7 separate regions of the Mus musculus genome follow, and regions 1, 2, 3, 4, 6 and 7 are each linked to region 5. Evidence: chromatin contacts called from public HiCAR-type and promoter capture Hi-C data. All regions are on one chromosome and are shown on one strand. The core of a region is the stretch at or near the end of the contact, and the rest is flanking DNA. Distances in the headings are between cores, read along the strand shown. Region 1 holds the start of Rbbp4 (retinoblastoma binding protein 4, chromatin remodeling factor). Region 2 holds the start of Ak2 (adenylate kinase 2). Region 3 holds the start of Yars (tyrosyl-tRNA synthetase). Region 4 holds the start of Azin2 (antizyme inhibitor 2). Region 5 holds the start of Ago4 (argonaute RISC catalytic subunit 4). Region 6 holds the start of C330020E22Rik (RIKEN cDNA C330020E22 gene). Region 7 holds the start of 1700086P04Rik (a long non-coding RNA gene).

Evidence for each region. Promoter capture Hi-C pulls out the DNA fragments that hold promoters and counts their contacts. HiCAR-type assays count read pairs that join an accessible place to other places.
Region 1: a promoter capture Hi-C map of hippocampal neurons shows a contact between it and region 5, with 3 times the contacts expected there. The contact joins the promoter of Rbbp4 here to the promoter of Ago4 in region 5. A contact is called at or near these places in 3 of 39 promoter capture datasets (hippocampal neurons and liver) and 1 of 115 datasets of contacts at active chromatin or transcription factors (astrocytes).
Region 2: a promoter capture Hi-C map of pre-B cells shows a contact between it and region 5, with 5 times the contacts expected there. The contact joins the promoter of Ak2 here to the promoter of Ago4 in region 5. A contact is called at or near these places in 3 of 39 promoter capture datasets (hippocampal neurons, liver and pre-B cells) and 1 of 115 datasets of contacts at active chromatin or transcription factors (astrocytes).
Region 3: a contact with region 5 is called in a HiCAR-type map of astrocytes, with 5 times the contacts expected there. The contact joins the promoter of Yars here to the promoter of Ago4 in region 5. A contact is called at or near these places in 2 of 39 promoter capture datasets (the C10 cell line and pre-B cells) and 1 of 115 datasets of contacts at active chromatin or transcription factors (astrocytes).
Region 4: a promoter capture Hi-C map of pre-B cells shows a contact between it and region 5, with 3 times the contacts expected there. The contact joins the promoter of Azin2 here to the promoter of Ago4 in region 5. A contact is called at or near these places in 4 of 39 promoter capture datasets (the C10 cell line, cranial neural crest, hippocampal neurons and 1 more).
Region 6: a contact with region 5 is called in a promoter capture Hi-C map of liver, with 3 times the contacts expected there. The contact joins the promoter of C330020E22Rik here to the promoter of Ago4 in region 5. A contact is called at or near these places in 3 of 39 promoter capture datasets (the C10 cell line, hippocampal neurons and liver).
Region 7: a contact with region 5 is called in a promoter capture Hi-C map of liver, with 3 times the contacts expected there. The contact joins the promoter of 1700086P04Rik here to the promoter of Ago4 in region 5. A contact is called at or near these places in 5 of 39 promoter capture datasets (the C10 cell line, hippocampal neurons, liver and 2 more).

The regions. Positions count from the first base shown.
Region 1 is chr4:129,334,005-129,336,704 of GRCm38.p6, reverse strand. It overlaps Rbbp4 (retinoblastoma binding protein 4, chromatin remodeling factor), which reads left to right and starts at 1,335. Exons shown (of 12, transcript NM_009030.3): 1 at 1,335-1,487; 2 at 2,061-2,208. The coding sequence starts at 1,472. It overlaps Zbtb8os (zinc finger and BTB domain containing 8 opposite strand), which reads right to left and starts at 737. Exons shown (of 7, transcript NM_025970.4): 1 at 566-737. The coding sequence starts at 662.
Region 2 is chr4:128,991,909-128,994,608 of GRCm38.p6, reverse strand. It overlaps Ak2 (adenylate kinase 2), which reads right to left and starts at 1,385. Exons shown (of 7, transcript NM_016895.4): 1 at 1,173-1,385. The coding sequence starts at 1,265.
Region 3 is chr4:129,188,587-129,191,286 of GRCm38.p6, reverse strand. Yars (tyrosyl-tRNA synthetase) reads right to left here and starts at 1,384. Exons shown (of 13, transcript NM_134151.5): 1 at 1,215-1,384. The coding sequence starts at 1,271. S100pbp (S100P binding protein) reads left to right here and starts at 1,708. Exons shown (of 7, transcript NM_001379590.1): 1 at 1,708-1,745.
Region 4 is chr4:128,961,035-128,963,734 of GRCm38.p6, reverse strand. It overlaps Azin2 (antizyme inhibitor 2), which reads left to right and starts at 1,280. Exons shown (of 11, transcript NM_172875.4): 1 at 1,280-1,434; 2 at 1,531-1,651; 3 at 2,176-2,372. The coding sequence starts at 2,268.
Region 5 is chr4:126,532,148-126,534,847 of GRCm38.p6, reverse strand. It overlaps Ago4 (argonaute RISC catalytic subunit 4), which reads left to right and starts at 1,390. Exons shown (of 18, transcript NM_153177.3): 1 at 1,390-1,663. The coding sequence starts at 1,645.
Region 6 is chr4:129,381,377-129,384,076 of GRCm38.p6, reverse strand. C330020E22Rik (RIKEN cDNA C330020E22 gene) reads right to left here and starts at 1,358. Exons shown (of 3, transcript NR_151530.1): 1 at 1,112-1,358.
Region 7 is chr4:129,056,771-129,059,470 of GRCm38.p6, reverse strand. 1700086P04Rik (a long non-coding RNA gene) reads left to right here and starts at 1,318. Exons shown (of 2, transcript XR_868180.3): 1 at 1,318-1,683. Rnf19b (ring finger protein 19B) reads right to left here and starts at 1,327. Exons shown (of 9, transcript NM_029219.2): 1 at 575-1,327. The coding sequence starts at 1,200.

The DNA.
Region 1 (2,700 bases), core at 86-2,585, 2.8 Mb before region 5:
GAACTCCTGACCTTCGGAAGAGCAGTCGGGTGCTCTTACCCACTGAGTCATCTCACCAGCCCCCGGCTAAATTTTTATCTTTCAAAAAAATTTAACGTGATGCAAAAGTTGCAGTACGTAATAAGATCCAATCTTGGGCTGTGGACACACACGTACGCACGCACGCACGCACAGAAAAAGGTATGTCTTGATTACTCTAACCTGGTCACACTATTCCCTACTGGGAGAAACTCGAGGACAACCCAGAAATCACTTAAAAATACAACTAATGCACAAGTATAATTTACAATGATAAATGTTGGACCAGCGCCACACCATTTAACTCTATCCCCAAAGGTAAGTGTGATTCAGGCACACATGGACTTTTAGAATGGATGGGGGCAGGGGATACGGCCTCGGGTTTCTTCATTCTCTAGTAAGGTGATCTTTTTCTTCACTTTCCCCCTAAATTGGGTCCAAAGAGGGGCACACTGTGATCACGCCAGAGCACCTTTAGGGCAAAGAAGTGGGCGAAGCAGGAAGCCGCAGGTTGTCCGAATGCAAGAGATGTGGGCCACCTACTCACATTCATATTTTCGATTGACTGGAGGATACTTGTCCTTGGTCGCCTTCTGTTCCTCCGTCAAATTGTAATCTCTAACATCTTCCTCCTCTTGAGCCATGATTGCGGAGTTGGTACTCTTACTTCCGCCCTTCATCAGCCAGACTTCGGCCCCGCGCCATAACTTCCGCTCTACACCCCACCCCCTTGGCAGCGGGTCTAAAAGGACCAGGACTCCATTCTGCAAGCTCGCGGAAGGATATACCCGCTTGCGGCTGCCGGGCTGCCGGGCTGCCAGGCTCGGTCCTGCCGCTTTTATAACATGTTTTAGAGACCAGCATCTTATTTCCTGCACTCATCACTATTAGTACCGAGGGAGTCAGTTAAAAGACGCCACCTTGAATTAGGCACCTGTAAGTCTAAACGGTGATGCGTTTTCTCCTCGTCTGGCCCTCCGAGTTGCTAACCAGACCCGGAAACACTTCCAAATTCTTTCGCTACCCTGAGGGAGTTGTCAGCATAACGGCCTGCTAAGAAGATGGCTGCGCATGAGCGTGTAGGGTGTATGTCACGTGATCTGCACGGGCCTCATCCCGGCAGGCGGGGCGCGCGCGCAATCCGTGGAAGTCTCCGGACTGTGGTGGGGGGTGGGGGAGAGAGAAGGGGCGGAGCGCGCGCGCCTCGGGACTCTGGAGAAAACGACTCTCGAGCGTCTCCATAGGCCGCGAGGCGGATGCTCCGCCCACCCCTCAGACCCGCGCTTTCTCATTGGTCGGTGTTGGCGCGAAGGCACGCGAGCCGGCCCCCTACGCACGGGCCGCAGGAAACAATAGAGGCCGCGCGCGCGGAGTGGAGCGCTCGTAGCCTCCCCGCCCCTCCTGCAACGCACGACCCCGGGATCCCCCAACCCCTCCCGGCTCTCCTGCCGCCATGGCTGACAAGGAAGGTGAGTGTGCCGAGGCCGGCTCGGAAGGGACGGTGCTGGCTTGTAGGGCTGTGTCGTGGCCTGTTACGCGGCCTGAGACGGAGAGCAGGCCCGACTCTGGCGAGCCTCGTCCCAGCGACGCCGGCCTGAGGACTGAGCTCCCCGGCGGGGCGGGCTAACGGCGCAGCAGCTCCTCCGGAGCGGATGCGAGGCGACGCCAGGTCTCCGGCCTAGGCGACTACGAGGCTCCCTGCCGGTCCCTCTGCCTGCCGAGACTCGGGGCGCCGCTCTCCATCCCCAGGCTCGATGCGCAGGTCTCCTCCCCGGGTTTGGCGGACTTGGCGCGCGCCACCGTGCTTCGTTCGGGGTTGGACACCATCGGCCCCCGAAGGAGTAACGGAGTGTCCGGCTGGGGTGGCCCCAGGACTTCCGGCCCGCCGCGGCCGAGAGTGGCGTTGGTGCCCGCGACCTGGGAGATTAAGATGAATCTCCATTTCGTTGTCAAAATCCGGGCGCTACGCCGGTGGCTTGGAGAGGTTTGTGCCCTTTCCGTTTACGTTCGCTAACTTGATTTGTCTTTTAAAAACATTTTAGCGGCCTTTGACGACGCAGTGGAAGAACGGGTGATCAACGAGGAGTACAAAATATGGAAGAAGAACACCCCTTTTCTTTATGATTTGGTGATGACCCATGCCCTGGAGTGGCCCAGCTTAACTGCCCAGTGGCTTCCAGATGTGACCAGGTGACGCGAATCTTGAATATTTTTGATAGTTCATATATTTTAATTTTTTTGCCCTCCAGTCACTCAGGGGGGACATTATCAGAGCTTATGAGTACTATTTATTTTCCTCGACTAGAAATAATGTCAAAAACAGAAGATCATTTTGTAATTTACCCTGCAAAGAAAACATGCTCTGTTGTTGTGTTGTTGTTTGATTTTTTTTTTTCTTTTTCTTTTACTTTTTTTTTTTAAGTCATCTCTATTTGTATGAATACACTGAAGCCAGAAGAGGGCATTGGGTCCCATTACAGATTGTTGTGAGCCACCATGTGGTTGCTGGGATTTGAACTCAGGACCTTGGGAAGAGCAGTCAATGCTCTTAGCCGCTGAGCCAGCTCTCCAGCCCTGTTTTTGTTTTTTCCCTCAGCATGGAGTTGAATAGCCATTCTTAAGACTGGAGTTGGCCATGTAATATAAAACTTGACCGTTTTCAAAAGTTATTCTGGGTCCAGT
Region 2 (2,700 bases), core at 136-2,635, 2.5 Mb before region 5:
ACACACACACACACTCTCCCACCTTATGTGTGACAGAGAGAGAGAGAAGGAGGGAGGGAGACGGAGGGAGACAGAGGGGAGGTATCTTTAAAAACATAACAATAAACTCAGCAGTGCTGTGAAGAGGGAGGACAGCACTCATTTGCTTGGGAACGCAACCTTGAAAGAATTCCCTCTTTAGAGCATAGTGATCATCAAAGCTTGGGGTCTGATGGGGAGGTAGAGTTGAGGGGTGGGTGGTTGTGGCCAAAGGCTGGGCAAGAAAGTGACACCAACGGCCCACCATATGAGCTTCCAAGCCCTACGTGCCAGCATAAATCCCAGCCCTGATCTATGGCCCAGATGCCAAGCAAGGGAGGCTCTGCAGTGGGGCAGAAGGCAATCCTTGAGGCCTCTGTGAAACCGATTTCACTAACTTTGAAAAGTCACTGGACCTCTACACCTGTTTTCTTACCTGTTGATCTAGCACGTTAGCGGCCCTCAATTGCTCAATTACAACCATCAGAGCCATCTCATGCTGCTCCATGAGCACTCCCTGCCCCACTCACAACCCCCCATGATGCCCGTGGCTTATGAACCGAATCTATACATTCACCTCCAGTTTTCTGGCCAGCTGGAAAGGTTTTCTCCCATCCCCCCACCCCCAACAACACTGGTGGCTCCCGCGGCTCATGCCTCACTCTTGGCAGAACGCCTCGATAGGCATACACCAGTAACCACTCTGCCCCACGTGGAGACTTCTTAGTACCCCTAATCATTAGCCATTAAAAAAATTAAAAGTTTCACCCCCTTATGCCTAGAAATTATCCCTGACTCAGGGCAATACGCTCTCAACTCCGAGGGCGACTTGGTCACAAAGCTTTCTCCCATTCGGGCCTGTGATCCAGAGCTTCAGCCTGGGGGATCGCCCTGCCTTTCACAATTTTCAAGTAACAGTCCCTGGATGCCCTAACACGATCCTGGGTTCCCCCAAGAACCTCCACCCAGCCTCCCCCTTACTGCGACTGGGACCCTCCCCTAAACACCGCGCCACAACTGGAGACCCCGCGAGGGTCCCTGCAGGCCAGGGCTCACCACCCAGCTCCGGGGCGGGAAAGGAGCTTCCGGCTCTCCGACCGCCCTGACCTTGTAGCTTCTCGGGCTCCACCGCCCGACACGGAACCGACACTCACCTGCGTCCCCTTGCCAGCCCCGGGCGGCCCCAGCAACACGGCCCGGATGCCCTTCGGAATCTCCGGTTCGGAAGCCAACACGTTGGGAGCCATGTCTTCCAAAGCTTCACTCCAACAGCCAGCCGCACACCTCACAGGTCTAGCGCTTCCAGGCCAGCGTACATCCTACTCCGGGCTCACACTGGTCGCTCGCCGCATCCGTCAACCCTCTCTACCCGCCCCCGAACTTGACGGGCACTTTCATTTACCAATCGTACGACGAGACTAAGAAAATTCTGTTTCCGATTGGGCAGAATTGGGAACGAGGAAGAGGCGGGCCAGCCTGGGAAGAGCTGGGGCAACAGAGCGCGTGCGGCTCTCGGCTGGTGTATGGAGTGGGCGGGAAAAACGAGAAGGAAGCCTGGAGCGGGTGAAGTTCTAGTTTGGCCTTTGACAGTTAATAACTCCAGAGTCTCTGTTTGAGCCCCGTAAAATTGCCTGTGAGAGTGTAAGTGGGTAAAATCACTCCCAGGAAACAAATTGGCAATAACGTAACCTTTGGACCAGTAATTCCACTTCCAAGAATTCAAAGGCAGAAACAAGGAATATGTAATGAGTTCCTGACAAAGATGTTGATGTCTAATAATAAGATTGGTTAAGTAAATTCCAACAAGTTTGTAATCTGACACCCTCTCCCTCCAGAACACCCCCATTGAACAGCACCATAACTTTGGCTATTTGGGAAGATCACATTTAAAGCTTGTCAAGGCCACGACGGTGAATTCAAGGCCAGCCTGGGCAGTTTAATGAGACCTTGTCCCAAAATGAAAATGAAGATAGCTGGGGCTGGCTATAGTACAGAGACAGAAGTTTTGGGCTCAATCCCCAGGACTGTAAAAATAAAACACATATGCATATATGAACACAGACAACCTTCCTGACTTTTAAGTCAGCAGAAAGACAGTTTTTATCCAGAGAGATGAGCCTGTCTTGAACAAGGCAATGATGTCGCCAGCTTTTAGGTGTGTCAAAGTTTCATCCTGTCCCAAAGGAGCCTTTCTCAACTGTAAGTGCAAGTGTGATTAGGAAACCATTCTTGCCCCACAGGCACAGTGCAACCATTTTCTACACCCTAGTGGTAAATGATGTTAACCAGCTAGCCAGATGGCTCAGCTAGTATAGACACTTGCCACCAAACTCTGAGGACCTGCGTTTGATTAACAAGACCCCACCCCCAATGAAAGAAAGAAGAGAACCAACTCCCACAGGTTGTCCACCGAGCTCCACATGTGTGCTGTGGTACACATATCTGCGCGTACATATATGTTCACACACAGAAAATAAGAAATAAATTCAAATGAAAAAAGAGAAACTAACATTCATACTTCTTGCTCATCCTGGATTTTCATGGGAGCCAGCTTGATCTGGTTGGGTTCTCTTAGTGGCCTTGAAGGAAGCAGGGGTTTATTGTGTCCTTTTTAAGACCGGAAGCGGAAGTAAGAGCTGATCACTATATAATTACATGGTCACAGGATTACAAGTAACACTG
Region 3 (2,700 bases), core at 135-2,634, 2.7 Mb before region 5:
ACCTTGTGGGTATACAAGAACTGACTAAAATGTACCCTTCGAAGAGGTGAATGAATGTTCTTAGTGACAGGGTCTCTGTATAGAGCTCTACCTAGCCAGGAACTCATTATGTAAACAAGGCTGGCCTCCAAATTGCAGCCACCCCCCTGTCTCTGACTCTCAGGTATTAAGATTACAGGTAGCATGTACCACCACACCCAGGATAGGTAAATTTAAAAAAAAAAATAGCTTGGTGGTGCAACCGCCCTTAGCGTAATTCTAGTCCAGTCTTTATCTGGCTTGTAAAACAAAGTTTACAAGCCCCTCATGACTTGGCTCCTACCTGTCTCTCCTTAGAGAACATGTCAAAGGACAGCAATAGGTTCTGTGGAGGAACATCAGAGGCACGGGCAGGCAGGGATGGAAACGGTTCTGTTGGCAGGGAGTTGTGGTGGCCGAGCAGTACTGTGCTTGCTTTATTCCATTTAAATCAGTGTCCTTGGACAAAGGGTGTGTGAGGGCACTGAAGGCTGAGTCCAGGGCCTTACTCATGCTTTACCACGGAGCTGAGCCTAGCCTTCTCCCTGTTCTACAATATTCTTGCTTCCCCTTGGGTCTTCCCTGTCTGAAATGCAGTTCTCAGCGCCCGCGTGTACACAACACACACACACACACACACACACACACACACGCCAGAAGAGGACGTCAGATCCCCTGATACAGGCCGTACCGAATAACCTGACATGGGTGCTGGGAACTGAAAACGGGTCTTCTGTAAGAGCAGTACTTTCTTTCCATTTCAGAGCCATCTCTTCGGCCAGCTCGCCCCTTATTTCTTTTCAGAACTTCAGTCATAGGAACTTTCAGTACGTGTTTTATTTGGGTTATAGGTCCTTTTAAATTTCCGGTTCTCTCCGCCAGAGTCCTGGAAAGACATGGCCCTGACTCCCTAGAGCCTAGCAGTGCTCCCGGCATGGAATAGGATGGGTGGAATGAGGTTCCCAGCCCCAGGAATGGCTGGAGCACAAGCTACGTGCACACAAAGGGTGAGCCCACTGGAGTTTCTCTTGCACCCTGAGAATGGCTGCTTGACTGATCAACTAGCAGAGAGGGCCGTAGAGCCGCCCAGGCGCGGAGACCGCGGCCCCACTCGTTTAGGGATTGGCATCGGGAATCATGGGACTTCAAATTCTCGGTACCCAACGGCGCATCCCAACCCCCCACCAAGGCCTGACCTGCAGGTTCCGGGTGATAAGATGCAGCTTCTCCTCAGGGCTTGGAGCATCACCCATGGCTCCGCTGTCTCTGTTTCCCGCGCTCAGCCGGCACCCGCGCCCTTTCCTCGTTCGCCGTCGTCTCCGCGTGCCGGGAACTGTCACGCTAGTCCCGTCGGGTTGCATCAGCTGAGCTCGTCGCTCCGCTTGCTAGGCCTAGATTCTGTCTGTCCCCTCCTCTCCCCGAGCATCCCCGAGTCAGGAGCAGCAGAGAGTCGAAAGAATCGATGAAACAGGAAGGGGCGGAACCATCCAAAAAAAAAAAAACCAAAACAGTGTAGGTGGAGCTGGGGGGCGGGGTTAGGAAGGCCGCCCATGACGCACCCTCTCAGGGGCGGGGCGGTTTCCTGCCAATCACTGCTTGCTTGCCCTCCCCCTGGTGTTGGCCCCGCTGCCTCGGGGTGGGGGAGGTCGTGAAGGGGGCGATAAAATGGCGCAGGGGGCGGAGTGAGGTGCTGCCGCTCGCCCAGGCTTTTGGCCCGGCTTCCGGAGGTGAAGAGCGGGCGGGACGTAAGGGTCGGCGCCCGTCGTCTAGGCGAGGGGTCGGGGGGGAGGGGGCGGGCCGCCTGTTGCTTCTCCACAGGGCCGCGTTCTTCGTCTTGCCCCCGTGAGGAGTAGGGAAGCTCGTCTCGCTGAGGGAAGGGCTGCTTCTCGCGCCAGAGGTGATGGCGGGCGGGGAGGTTGTCCCTGCCCCCCACCTCCACATCCGTGGGCGAGTGACGCCCCTCATCCCGCTGAGGAAAAGGGAGCTGTCAGGTCCTCGGGCCGCCGGCCCTGCCAGTGGGGGCGGGGGGGGGGGTCTTCCTCTCCCGGTGCCTGCCTTCCCCGCGGGAGGCTGTTGCTAGGGAGAGCGGGGATGGCGGGCTTCCCGCGGGGCGTCGTGGCGGGAGAGGGCGACCCACTCCGGGCGACCGCGGGCCGCAGCCTGCCGAGATGTGGCAGTCAGCGTCTGTCCCCTGAGGTCGGGTGCCCTGGCGGAGCCCGCGGGGGGACCTGGGTCGCCCCTGGGGGGAGGGGCGCGGAGGGAACACGCGCTCCTCCCGCTATCCGCGGGGAGGCGAGGACTCGCTCTCCCGAGTGGGAGGAGGAGGGAAGTGCAGAGGCCCTGGGCGCGGCGGGCGGGCGGGTAGTGTTCCCGACGGGGAGGCCCGCGGGCATCCTCGCAAGGTATCCCTGGGCCACCGTTGCTGGGTTTCATCCAGGGCCGCAGGGAATGCTGCAGACACCTAAGGTGAGCCCTTCTTCAGAGGGCCACCAAATGAGGACGGAGTTCACCGGCTGCCCTCATTTTTTGTTTTTTGTCCTCCCCCCCCCACCCCCCCGTGGTTGTTAAGAGCCCCAGGCTTTAATAGACTATTCTTGTAAAAGAAACCTGTTGCTTCAGTTTAGAAAAATCTGCTGCCTGGGCCTGTGTGGGAATTCTTGGCTCCCTAGTCTGGGGGAATTG
Region 4 (2,700 bases), core at 31-2,530, 2.4 Mb before region 5:
TAAAGCTATGGGCCACCATGCCTGGCTTAAAACTTGTAAACTCTTTTTTTTTTTTTTTTTTTTTTTCCGAGACAGGGTTTCTCTGTATAGCCCTGGCTGTCCTGGAACTCACTTTGTAGACAAGGCTGACCTCGAACTCAGAAATCCGCCTGCCTCTGCCTCCCAAGTGCTGGGATTAAAGGCGTGCGCCACCACATCCGGCTAAAACTTGCAAACTCTTAACGTAGTATACATAACAGGTACAACAGGGCATTAATCATATGTGTATAACTCAAGGAGCGCGCGCGCGCACACACACACACACACACACACACACACACACACACACCTGTAACCATTACCAAGCACCGGAAAGGTTCCATTCTGTCTCTTCCCAGTCAGCAGCCACATGCGCAGAGACAAGCAGCATTCGGACTTCTACCCGGAGAACTCTTGAATTAGCTTCTGAGCAACACCCTGCGCATGCTAAGCACTCCAAGGAGCCCGGCTCTCAGTCCCTGCCCTTGGAGTGCACAAAGCTGAGATGTTTTATCAGGCAAAAAAAAAAAAAAGGAAAGCAGGTGCGGGTATCTCAGCAACTGATATTAAGGCTCAAGGGAAGGAGGGGAGGGGTCAGACAGAGACAAGGACTGTGAGTCCCATTGCGTTTCGGGGCCAGGGATGGTCCGATAGAGGAAGATATTACACTGGACTCTGATGGATGAACAGGGATTTGTGTATAGAAGAGGAGACATGCTTTGAGTCGAAGCCACATTTCACCAGAGTCTTGTGGATTCTGAGAATGAAGGCATCACCCCGAGCTCGTGAAGCCACAAAAATTCTATTTGAATACATTTTAGCTGGCATTTGAGTTGGGAGTTTAAAATGCCTAGAAGAGGCGATTAAGTAAAAGGTCATATTACAAAATAAGACAGGAGAGGTTTGGGCTCCAAGGGCGGAGCCAGAACTTCACCAGGGGAGGAGCAGGGGGCCATCGACTTCAGCCAGGGACAGAAAAGTTTTCCGGAGTCACTTTTTGAGACGCAGGACGCAGGATCTGCGGCTCAGACCACGTAGACGCCTAGGATTCGAAGGATTTCCCCGCGTGGACCTCCGCGGACATCAGTCAGCCAGCTTGCTTAGCTGCGCAGCTTTGCGGAGCAGCCTCGCAGGGCTGAATGCTTTATGTCCGAATCGACCAATGGGCTGGCGGCACCCGGTTGCCCTGGCTACGGAGCAGGCAGGGGCGGGGCCAGGGCACCGGGGCGGGGCTAGGGCGGGGCTTATATAAGCGAGCGGCGGGCGCAAGGCGGGGCGTGGGGTCGGTGGCTGCTGGGCGCGCGGGGCGCAGGCCGCGGGGCCGGAGCCGGGGGGAGCGAGCGAGCGGAGGCGCCGAGGATCCGATTCACTCGCTGGGGAGACCTATGGGCCGAAGCCGTGTAAATGCGTTTTAAGGCGAGTGCAGGAGATGGCTGGGGGGGAGCCTCGGGGAGCGGGCGTCCTCGGCTTTGGGCGCTGACCCTTCCCCCGGCCCCCCTTGCCTCCTCTCAGCAGGGGCCTCGGCTCCGCAATTGCCACTCCTCCTCGGGGTGTTGCACAAGTTTCGAGGTCACCGGCGACCCCCCCTAGCAGCGCGCCTGGCTCTGGCCCCCGCGAAGGAGGACGGGGCTTGGTAAGGAGGCCTGGGGTTGGGGTGCGGGACCCCCGCCCTGCACTTGAGAGAGCCGTCCCGCGGACAGAACCCACCCGTGGCTCATAGAGCATTCTTAGTGTGTCAGGACCAACCTTTTATAAATGGGGAAACTGACCCAAGGTCATGAAGCAGAGAGCCGACTCGAACTCAAGCTCACGGGTTTTGTTTTTTTTTTTTTTGGCCCTTTAGGTAGGTGTAGTCTGGACTGGAGAAATCCTTCAATTGGAAGGAGACTTCCCCAACTAGGTTTCTCAGATCTGTCCCCACATTTTTTTTCTTCCAATTTCAAATTTCAGAACTGGAAAAGAACTCCAAACCAATCCCATTTAACAGATGGGGGTAATTGAGGCTCTAGCAGACATAACTTCACCATTCCCAGCGAACCTCGGCTTCTCAGGCTTGGGCAAGGGCACAGAACATGACTGGGCAGGGACCGTAGGCCTGGGGAGGTGAGGGATGCAGCCTGTTCCCCAGCGGTTTCCTCCATCTCCCTCTCCCCACAGTGTGTTGCATACTTTCTAAGGCGGTGGCCAAGGCAGCCAGCGGTGCTCCAAGGCAGCGGTTTCCTCCAGCCCCTGGGCTCCTCCTGCTCAGCATGGCTGGCTATCTGAGTGAATCGGACTTTGTGATGGTGGAGGAGGGCTTCAGCACCCGGGATCTGCTGGAGGAGCTCACTCTGGGGGCCTCCCAGGCCACCTCGGTGAGGGGATGGAAATGGGTGTGGGTTGGTTGCCTGTCCTCTTCTCTGTAGGAGACCTCCCATTCTCTCGGTATTGGTATTTGTTTACTTGATATTTACTAGATTGTCCCCTTTATCTCCAATTCTTGGTCCTTGCCCCCACATCTGCCCTCCCTGTGTTTCCTGACTTGAGAAAAGAACAGTATCTCCACCTTCACGGTCTCCCCAGCACTCCAGGTGGGAACTTCGGAGTACCTGCCTTTTGCGCTCTCCCCTTCTACACTCAGGCATACCCAGCTCCAGGAACTTCACGGGAGAACCTCCCTTGTGGTTGGTCCTCTTCTCTCCG
Region 5 (2,700 bases), core at 141-2,640:
TCTGCCTGTCTTTGTCTCCTCTGTCTCACTCTGCAGTCCTGGCTGTCCTAGAAGTCACTACATAAGTAAACCGAATTGGCTCTGAACTGCCTCAGTCTCCCTAGTGCTGAGATTAAAGGCTACACTGGGCTGGAGTCTCTTAAAACATGGATTGCCTTAAATTCTTTGGTAGCAAAGGCTGGCCTTGAACTCTCCAACTTCCTACTCAGGCTGTCAATGTTATAAAGTACCTTTACCCACTGAGCCATCTTCCTTATAAGAAAAAGAAGTTGGGGGCTGTAGAGATGGCTTTAGTGGTTAAGGGTACCTCATACTCTTGCAGAGGCCCCAGGTTTGATTCTCAGCCCCTACACAGCTTACATTATCTGTAATCCTGTTTCGAGGGGATTCGATTTGGTCTTCTGGTCTCCGGAGGCACCAGGCACAAACACATGCATGCAGGCAAAAAATACTCATACACATAAATTAATTAAAACCAACCAAACAAAAAGGAGCGGTTTGAATAGAAGTTACCATGGGAAGACCGTGTGATAGCACAAGAAGATAGATTTCTACAACCGAAGGAGAAAAATCACACCCCCTGCCCCAACTCGCCTTGATTTTATTAGACTGTCGGTGTGCAAAACTGAGAGAAAACGCATTTCTATTGCACTAAGCTGAGGTACCCAATGGTGGGCCCCAGCAAACTAGAATGAGAGTGTTGTGCCTTTTTAACTAATAGACTGCCGTTGCCCGTTTAGTTGACCAGACAGCCTATGGTCCTGTCTTAACTGGAAGTCCTGAATGGAAACTTTAAGGACACTTGACTCGCTGAGCTACCTGCTGCCTTGGTGACATGTTGACCAGTCTTGGGACCCAGAACAGAACCTGCTTTCCCTGCACAGGGAAGGAAGGTGACTGGATATGTGGTGTCCGGGGTGAGGGTGGGGGTGGAGTAGGAGGAATGACTGAAGGTGACTGAAGGACCGATTGTGCCTGAAGTGTCCAGGGGTCATCTCTGGTGGTGGTGGAGCGATGGAGGACAGGTTCCTAAGGTGAGTCTCAGGACGAAGTGGAGGGCTGCTGCCTGTGGGTCATCAAGGACTGGAATCCAGCTCTTTCGATGGCGACTTGGAGGAAGGTTGCCAGAATGGGGACCGGCGGAGCGGCGTGCGGGACCGCAGGCGAGCGGGCCCGCTGGTGGAAGGGCGGGCGGGCGCGCGCCTGACGCGTCCTCTGGGCTCGGCCCCCCGGGCGCGCGCCCGTCCCTGCCGCACCCCGCCCCCTGCCTCGGTCAGGCTCGCTGGACCCCGCGCGTGCGGGGCCGCGCACGCCCCCTTCGCTAGCCGGGACCCGGGACCGCAGGCGCCTGGCGCCCCCGCCCCGCCCGGCGGGCGCGCGCCGCCTCCCGCTCCCGTTCCAGCTGGCGGCGGCGGCGGCAGCGGCCGGGATTGTTTTTGTTGTCGCTGAGGCCGGAAGAGCCGTGACAGAGTCGGGTCCCTGTCCCCGGACTGGGCGCCGCCGCCGCCCCCTGCCCGCCCCCGGCCCGCGTCTTCGCGGCGCCGCTTCAGCGCCAATATTCCAGAGAGCAAGCGTTACGCGGCTCCGGCGGGGCCCGGAGCGGGAGGCGCTGGGGACCGGAGCGAGGCGGCCCCCGTCGCCGCCATGGAGGCGCTGGGACCCGGTGAGGAGCGCGCTCGGACCAGGGTCAGACCTGGGGCTCGGGAGGGCAGACAGACCGGCGGAAGGGACTGTCGCTGCCCGACCGCCGCTCGCGGACCCGGCTGCCGGCTGCCAGGCCCCGGGAAGGAAGGGGTCCCATGCCCTCGTCCCTGGGGGGCGGGGACCACGCCCCAGCTGAAGACTCTAGGTCTATTCGGGACCCGTCTAAGGGAGGGAGGCTCAAGAGGTGACCCGAGTTCCCCGGGGTAGGGCAGACCTGTTCGGACCTTAGATCTCTGTCCACGGTCGCCGCGAGGCTAGTTGGGGCCTCAAATGGGACCGTGTGTCTGGGGCACGCCGAGGCCCGGCCCAAACCTGGAAGGCCTTCTACCTTCTGTCAAGGGTTTTCTTGGTGTGGGGCAGAATCCCTGTTTTCTTTTGCACTGGCATCTGGTTCCTCAGATGAGGAGGAGAGACCCACTCACTCATGTCCCTGAAAGCCAAAGGGAGAAATGTCCGTTCTTTTTCCAAAACTCTGAAGTTTGGTATCTGTCAGTTTGTCAGTCCCAGAGTGCTCTGGAATGACAATCCAATACTCTCCAGCAAGGGCATCAATGCCCTGCCTTCCCTTTTAATTGGGTTATCAGAGGCTGTTAAAATCAAACGAAAAAGTGTTTTTGAAACTGTGATTCTTTGCTGGTTATGGGTGGCCCCTGGTTCTCTCGCTCTCTGCTCCAACCCAAGGAAGCTTTCCAAACTCTCACGAATACTCTTCGTTTGGAGCCTTGTGCTCCTGTCTCAAGCCCTACAACAGGTTGCTAATGGCTTGGCTAAGTAGGGCAAGGTTTAGGGGCAGTGATGGAATTAGTTTTCATATTCAAACCTTGTCTACATAGTAGACTTAGTTGTATGTTTTTAAAATTCATAGAAAATTAGGTTTATTGTTTGCATTTGGAAATTTTGCAGGTTTGTTAACTTGGAACATATTTACATAACTGAGCGATTAAATCCTATCTTTATTTGCTGCTTAAGGTTTTCTTAAAAAGCCCACATAGTCAA
Region 6 (2,700 bases), core at 109-2,608, 2.8 Mb before region 5:
CACCCGACTGCTCTTCCAAAGGTCCAAAGTTCAAATCCCAGCAACCACATGGTGGCTCACAACCACCCGTAATGAGATCTGATGCTCTCTTCTGGTGTATCTGAAGACAACTACAGTGTACTTTCATATAATAAATAAATAAATCTTTAAAAAAAAAAAAAAGATTCTAACTTAAGCAGAAATGAATTTATATTAGAAGTTCACAGGAAGAGTTCAAACACAAGGATGGAAGGCAGCCAGGAACAATAGCCAAAGTCATAGCATAACTGTCCCAGAGAGGACACCAACACTGCTCTTGGCAACCAGGGACTGCCAGCCAGCACAAGAGCATTGGACCGAGGTGATGGTGATACCATTCCAGGCATGGTCCCATGGCACCCGGAGCTACTGCTGTAACTGTCGCTGCTGCTGGGAAAGGGTCCTCTGTGGTTCTTGGGTATTGGTGTTGTAACTCCCTCTTCAAAGTGGTACATCTGATTGTCAAAGTGTACACAATGGCCTTTGTATCTGCAAGGAATTCTGGGAAATCGAGCCATTGGTATTTTCATATTCTATTGCAGAAGGTAGGCTCTACTTCCTACCAGTTAACCACAAGGTAAAGAATTCTCAAAATTATGGGTTTTGGAGGACATGCAAACAGAGAGGATGAAGATGTCCTTCTGTATGACACACATAAGGAAAGGATGAAGATGTCTGCCTCTAGCACAGAGATACCTCATTTTCAGCATCTCCAAGCTGGTTTTTATTGTCTTTATGACTCTCTTGATTCCACCAAACTAAAACTAAACAAACAGACAACATAAACTGGTCTTCTAAGCTCCTCCTTTTCTTTCTTTCTTTTCTTTTTCTTTTTTTTTTTTTTGACAGTCCCGATAGGCTGGTACTATCTATGTAGATCAAGCTGTCCTGAACCCACAGTGGTTCTGGCTACCTCTGCCTCCCAGGTACTGGGATTGAAGATGTGTGTCACTGTTGTGTGACAAAAACTCTTCCTGGGGAACACAGCATACTCCTCTCTACCCACCCAGATAGGAAACCCATGACAGGCTAAAGTACAGAAACCACCAGAGTCCAGCTTGGTGAAACAATGAACTTCATTGGGGTTACTTACAGGAATGTGGGTGATGGGCTACTTACAGCAGCAGAAATGACTGAAAGGCACCATCCAACAGGAGTGAAAGCTCACAGGAGCTGGGAAAGCAGGAGCCCACTGCAGCCTTCAGGCACCATCCAGGCCCAGCCAGCAGGAGTGACAGCCTGCAGGCTGGAGAGAGTCCTTTCCCTGGTACCTCCACTGAACTACATCTCTTCAGGACAGCTCTTCTGCTCTGAGTCTGTAAAGCTCAGCTCTGCTTCCTGCAGCAGGGAGGGACTTGGGGAATCTGTCCAGTTTCAGGGAGTTCTTGAAGTTATTTTTCTGTTGCTTGACTCCCTGAGGGATGGAATGTTTTAATCCCAGAGGGACAGTTACACAACCACCATCATGCCTGACTCTTGTTTTTGTGTTTTTTTTCAAGAGAAGATTTCTCTGTGTAACAGCCCTGGCTGTGCTGGAACTCGCTCTGTAGACTAGGCTGGCCTGGAACGCAGAGAGGACCGAGACAGGCTGACTCCATGACAGGCTTCAAACTGGTAGTTGTGGAGACTAGACCTAAATTTCTAGGCCTGGGCAAGACTGTTCAAGTCGGTTACTAAATAAAAAAAAATAATAATAATAATACCAGGCCCGGGGCAGCCAATCAGAAGCTGCCTCTCCATCGGAAGCCGCCGTACCACGTGACCACCGCAAGAGCAAAGAGTCAGGAACAGTTTCCAGGCTCCCCAGCAACAGTTTCCAGGCTCCCCCAACAGTTCTGGGAAGTCTCCAGAGCCCTAGCCAATCCCAAAGACACCCATACTCCTAGAGATCGAGCCAACCAATCAAGATAAAGGTCATCCCCCCCCCCCCCAGGAATTCTAATCTGCTTTAAATTGTGCCTGTGCGCTCACATGGGTGTCTCCATCTTGGTAAATGGTAGACCCCTGCATGCTGGACTTCTGCAGAATAAAAAAACAAAACAAAACTCTTTGCTTTTGCACACGCTAGCTATTTGAGTCTCCAGTATCATTATTCTGCTAATCACGGATCCTTGCAAGAGATCCTCCTGCTTCTGCCTCTTGAGAGCTGGATTATTGCCCTACTGGGCTAAGAGTTTTTATTCACTACTGTCTTTCTGTCTGTCTGTCTGTCTGTCTGTCTGTGTTTTTTTCGAGATAGGGTTTCTCTGTGTAGCCCTGGCTGTCCTGGAACTCACTTTGTAGACCAGGCTGGCCTCGAACTCAGAAATCCACCTGCCTCTGCTGGGATTAAAGGCATGCACCACCACGCCCGGCTTCACTATTGTATTTCAAGAGACAACAAGAAACACCTTGCACTTAGTAGGTTGATAAATTATTCTCTGCTGATGAAATCAGCCAATCCCAGCTAAATCATACAAAGGCAGGTTTATTGAGGGGGCAGCTCTTGGGTGGGTTCACTGGTCCCAAGGAATGAGACAGGGAAGTCACCATAGGGAGGGAGACAGAGGGGACGGGGAAGAGAAAGAGAAAATTCGGAAGTCCGCAGGGAGAGAGAAAATGTGGAGAAGGCAGGGAGCAAGAGGAGACCAAAATGTCTGCATCATGTAGGGAGGGGCTTCTGGGGGAGGGGCAGCGCAGCCT
Region 7 (2,700 bases), core at 69-2,568, 2.5 Mb before region 5:
ACAAGGTGCCTGCCAGTGGCTTAGCACAGCACGCAGTGCCCAGGGTGCCCCTAGAGCTGTTAGTGAGCTGCCTTCTCTCATCATCTGCATCTCAACTTTCAGCAGCGGTTGTGTGGAAGAACACGCCTTCTGCAATGCTGCTGCTAAGTGCGCCCCTAGCCATATGGACACACCCCTCGGAAGCGCGGCCCCTTCAGTAGGACATTTTCATTCTCTCTCCTATAACAAATATTCCTTCTCAATCATTACGATAACACGCACATACACACACCTCTCCCTTCCTGGGCAAAGAGAAAGAAAACAAAACAAAACAAAAAAAACCCCTGCTCACCCGGATATTCTGACTTAATGGACAGTTCCCTTCTCTTAGCACTCAGCCACCACCTCAAGCCACCTCAAGCAAGTAGGTATAGGGTGCTGAGTGCCATCAGACCGGTTGCAAGGCTGGTCTGAGGGTCGGTTACTCGTGATCGTCCGTCCTCTACCTCCTGCTGGGCACCATCCTCTCCTCCCTCAAGGTGTGTGACACCCGTTGCACCCGGGACGACCCCCGCGGCCACGCCCCCGCGCTCACCCGCAGTCAGGGGCCGGACACCAGCGGCAGTCGGGGTCCGAGGCCAGGTACCGGCGCAGCATGAACTCTTCGTACTTGTGCATGAGCGGCGGGTCGGCCAGCAGCAGACGGATGTCGTGTGGGTTGAGCCGCTCGCTGCACTCGGGGCAGCTGATGGGCACGCGGCTCTCGCTGATCTCCAGGCGCAGGTAGTGGCGGAGGCAGTCCCGGCACGAGCGATGCGGGCAGCTGAGGAGGCGCGGGGCCCGCTCGGGCGGCAGGCGCACCAGGCACAGCGGGCACTCCACCTCCTCCGCGCCGCCGCCCTCCGCCGCCTCGTCCTCCTCCGGCCCGGCAGCCACGGCCTCCGCCTCAGCCTCGGCAGCGGGCTCGGAGGGCAGAGCTTCCACCGGCGGGGCCTGAGCCTCAACCGGGGCCGGAGCGGGCGGCGGCGGCGGCGGCGGCGCAGCCGGGGGCGGCGGTTCGGCCTGAGGCTTGGTCCGGGCGCGGCGGCCGCGGGCCGAGGCGGAGAAGACGCTGTGGAAGGTGAGGCGCCGGCGCCGGCCGCCGCTGCGGCACTTAGGGTCGGGGGCGGCCGCATGGAGCGAGGTGGAGCGCGGCGACTCGGAGTCCTTCTCGGAGCCCATGGCCCGCAGAGGCTGAGGAGCCAGGGGCGCCCAGCGCCGCCGTAGCTCCCGCCTCAGCGCCCCCTCCCAGCCGGCGCCCCGGCCGCCGCCGCCGCCGCCACCGCCTCGGCAGTCCTCCCAGAGACAGAAGCCGACCAGCCGCTACGAAGTGGTTATAAAGCCTCCGCCCCGCGCGCCGCGGGCAACTGCGCAGGCGCCGGCCTCAGACACCTCACAACCCGCGCGGCCCCGCGAGAGGAGCTGGGCGGGGCCTGGAGGGCGGGGCCTGCAGGCTGCGGCGAAGCCCCGCCTTCTGCGGTCAGGTGGTCCGGCGCAGCCATATTTTGCACAGGCTCCACCCTCCGTTCCTTGTCCAGGAGTCAGGGGTCTTCTTTTCAATGAGGATGCCTTCATTTCGTCTGTAAAAAGAAGACGAGCGTTGATCTGGTAGTGATTCCCGCCGATCCACCGCCCAACATTTCTGTTGATGCTAGCCATTAAGTGGTAAGGAATATAGTCACTCATTGAAGATCCTCAAAGTGAGCCGCACTTCTAGATAAGACAGGCAGGCTCCCCTATCTTCAAGAATGAGTCCAGAGTTTTCATTCTAGCATTTGCTGTTTTCTGTCAACTAGTGAACTTACTCCTAAGCTGTATCTCTCAGGTACTCTGGTTAGTCACTGTTGGTAGAAAGAGGCCCAACAATTTCGCTTCTAGAAATGGTTTCTTTCAGTCCCCCTTCCCCAGTTCCTCTAACAAAAGACCCTTAGGCTTGGTGATGAGAAAAGCAAATACCTTCAACAGCAGCAAAGCCAGGTCAGGATTAGATTTTGGCTTAGAGAAATGAGAGAGGGAGGCTTATGATAGAGAATTTTCTTTCCATGAAAAATATGTCCGAAGATCGACAGTTCAAGCTTCTGTCTTAAGCTCACCTCATTCTGCCATATTCCAAACGGTGGGAAGAAAAATGTCTTATTTTAAGAAGACTGCTTAGGAAGTTCTGCCCAGTTTTGCTTGAATCTCATTGGTTAAAACAATCATCTTGATGCATCTTTCTTTAAAGATAAAAACAGTGTCTTGTTATTAATAAGGAATGGCAGTGAAGGCTTACAGTGATTCACTTGTCTAGCATGCCTTAAGGAGATGGGGGTGGGGATCGTGCAATGTAGGAACAGATATGTGAACATAGTAAGTTGTTTGATTTTTTTTTCCTGGCCAATACTTAAAACCAGATCCGCAACTCTTTAAACTTTTGAGATTACAACAACACAGCAAACGAAGCCCATTGGAAGAAATGTCCGGTAATGAAAACTAAGAACAGGGTCTAGTGGCCTAAGAAGGTATGATGTCATAGATGATCAAGCAGGTGTGATGTCATAGATGCCAAGACAATTTGTTTGCAAGAGGAAGTGGTCAGCCGTCAATTGTGACAAATGCTGCCAAGAACCCAAGAAAGAGAAGGACAGAAAAATATGACGGCTGGAATTGACAACACCAGGACTTTGTGTGTGTGTGTGTGTG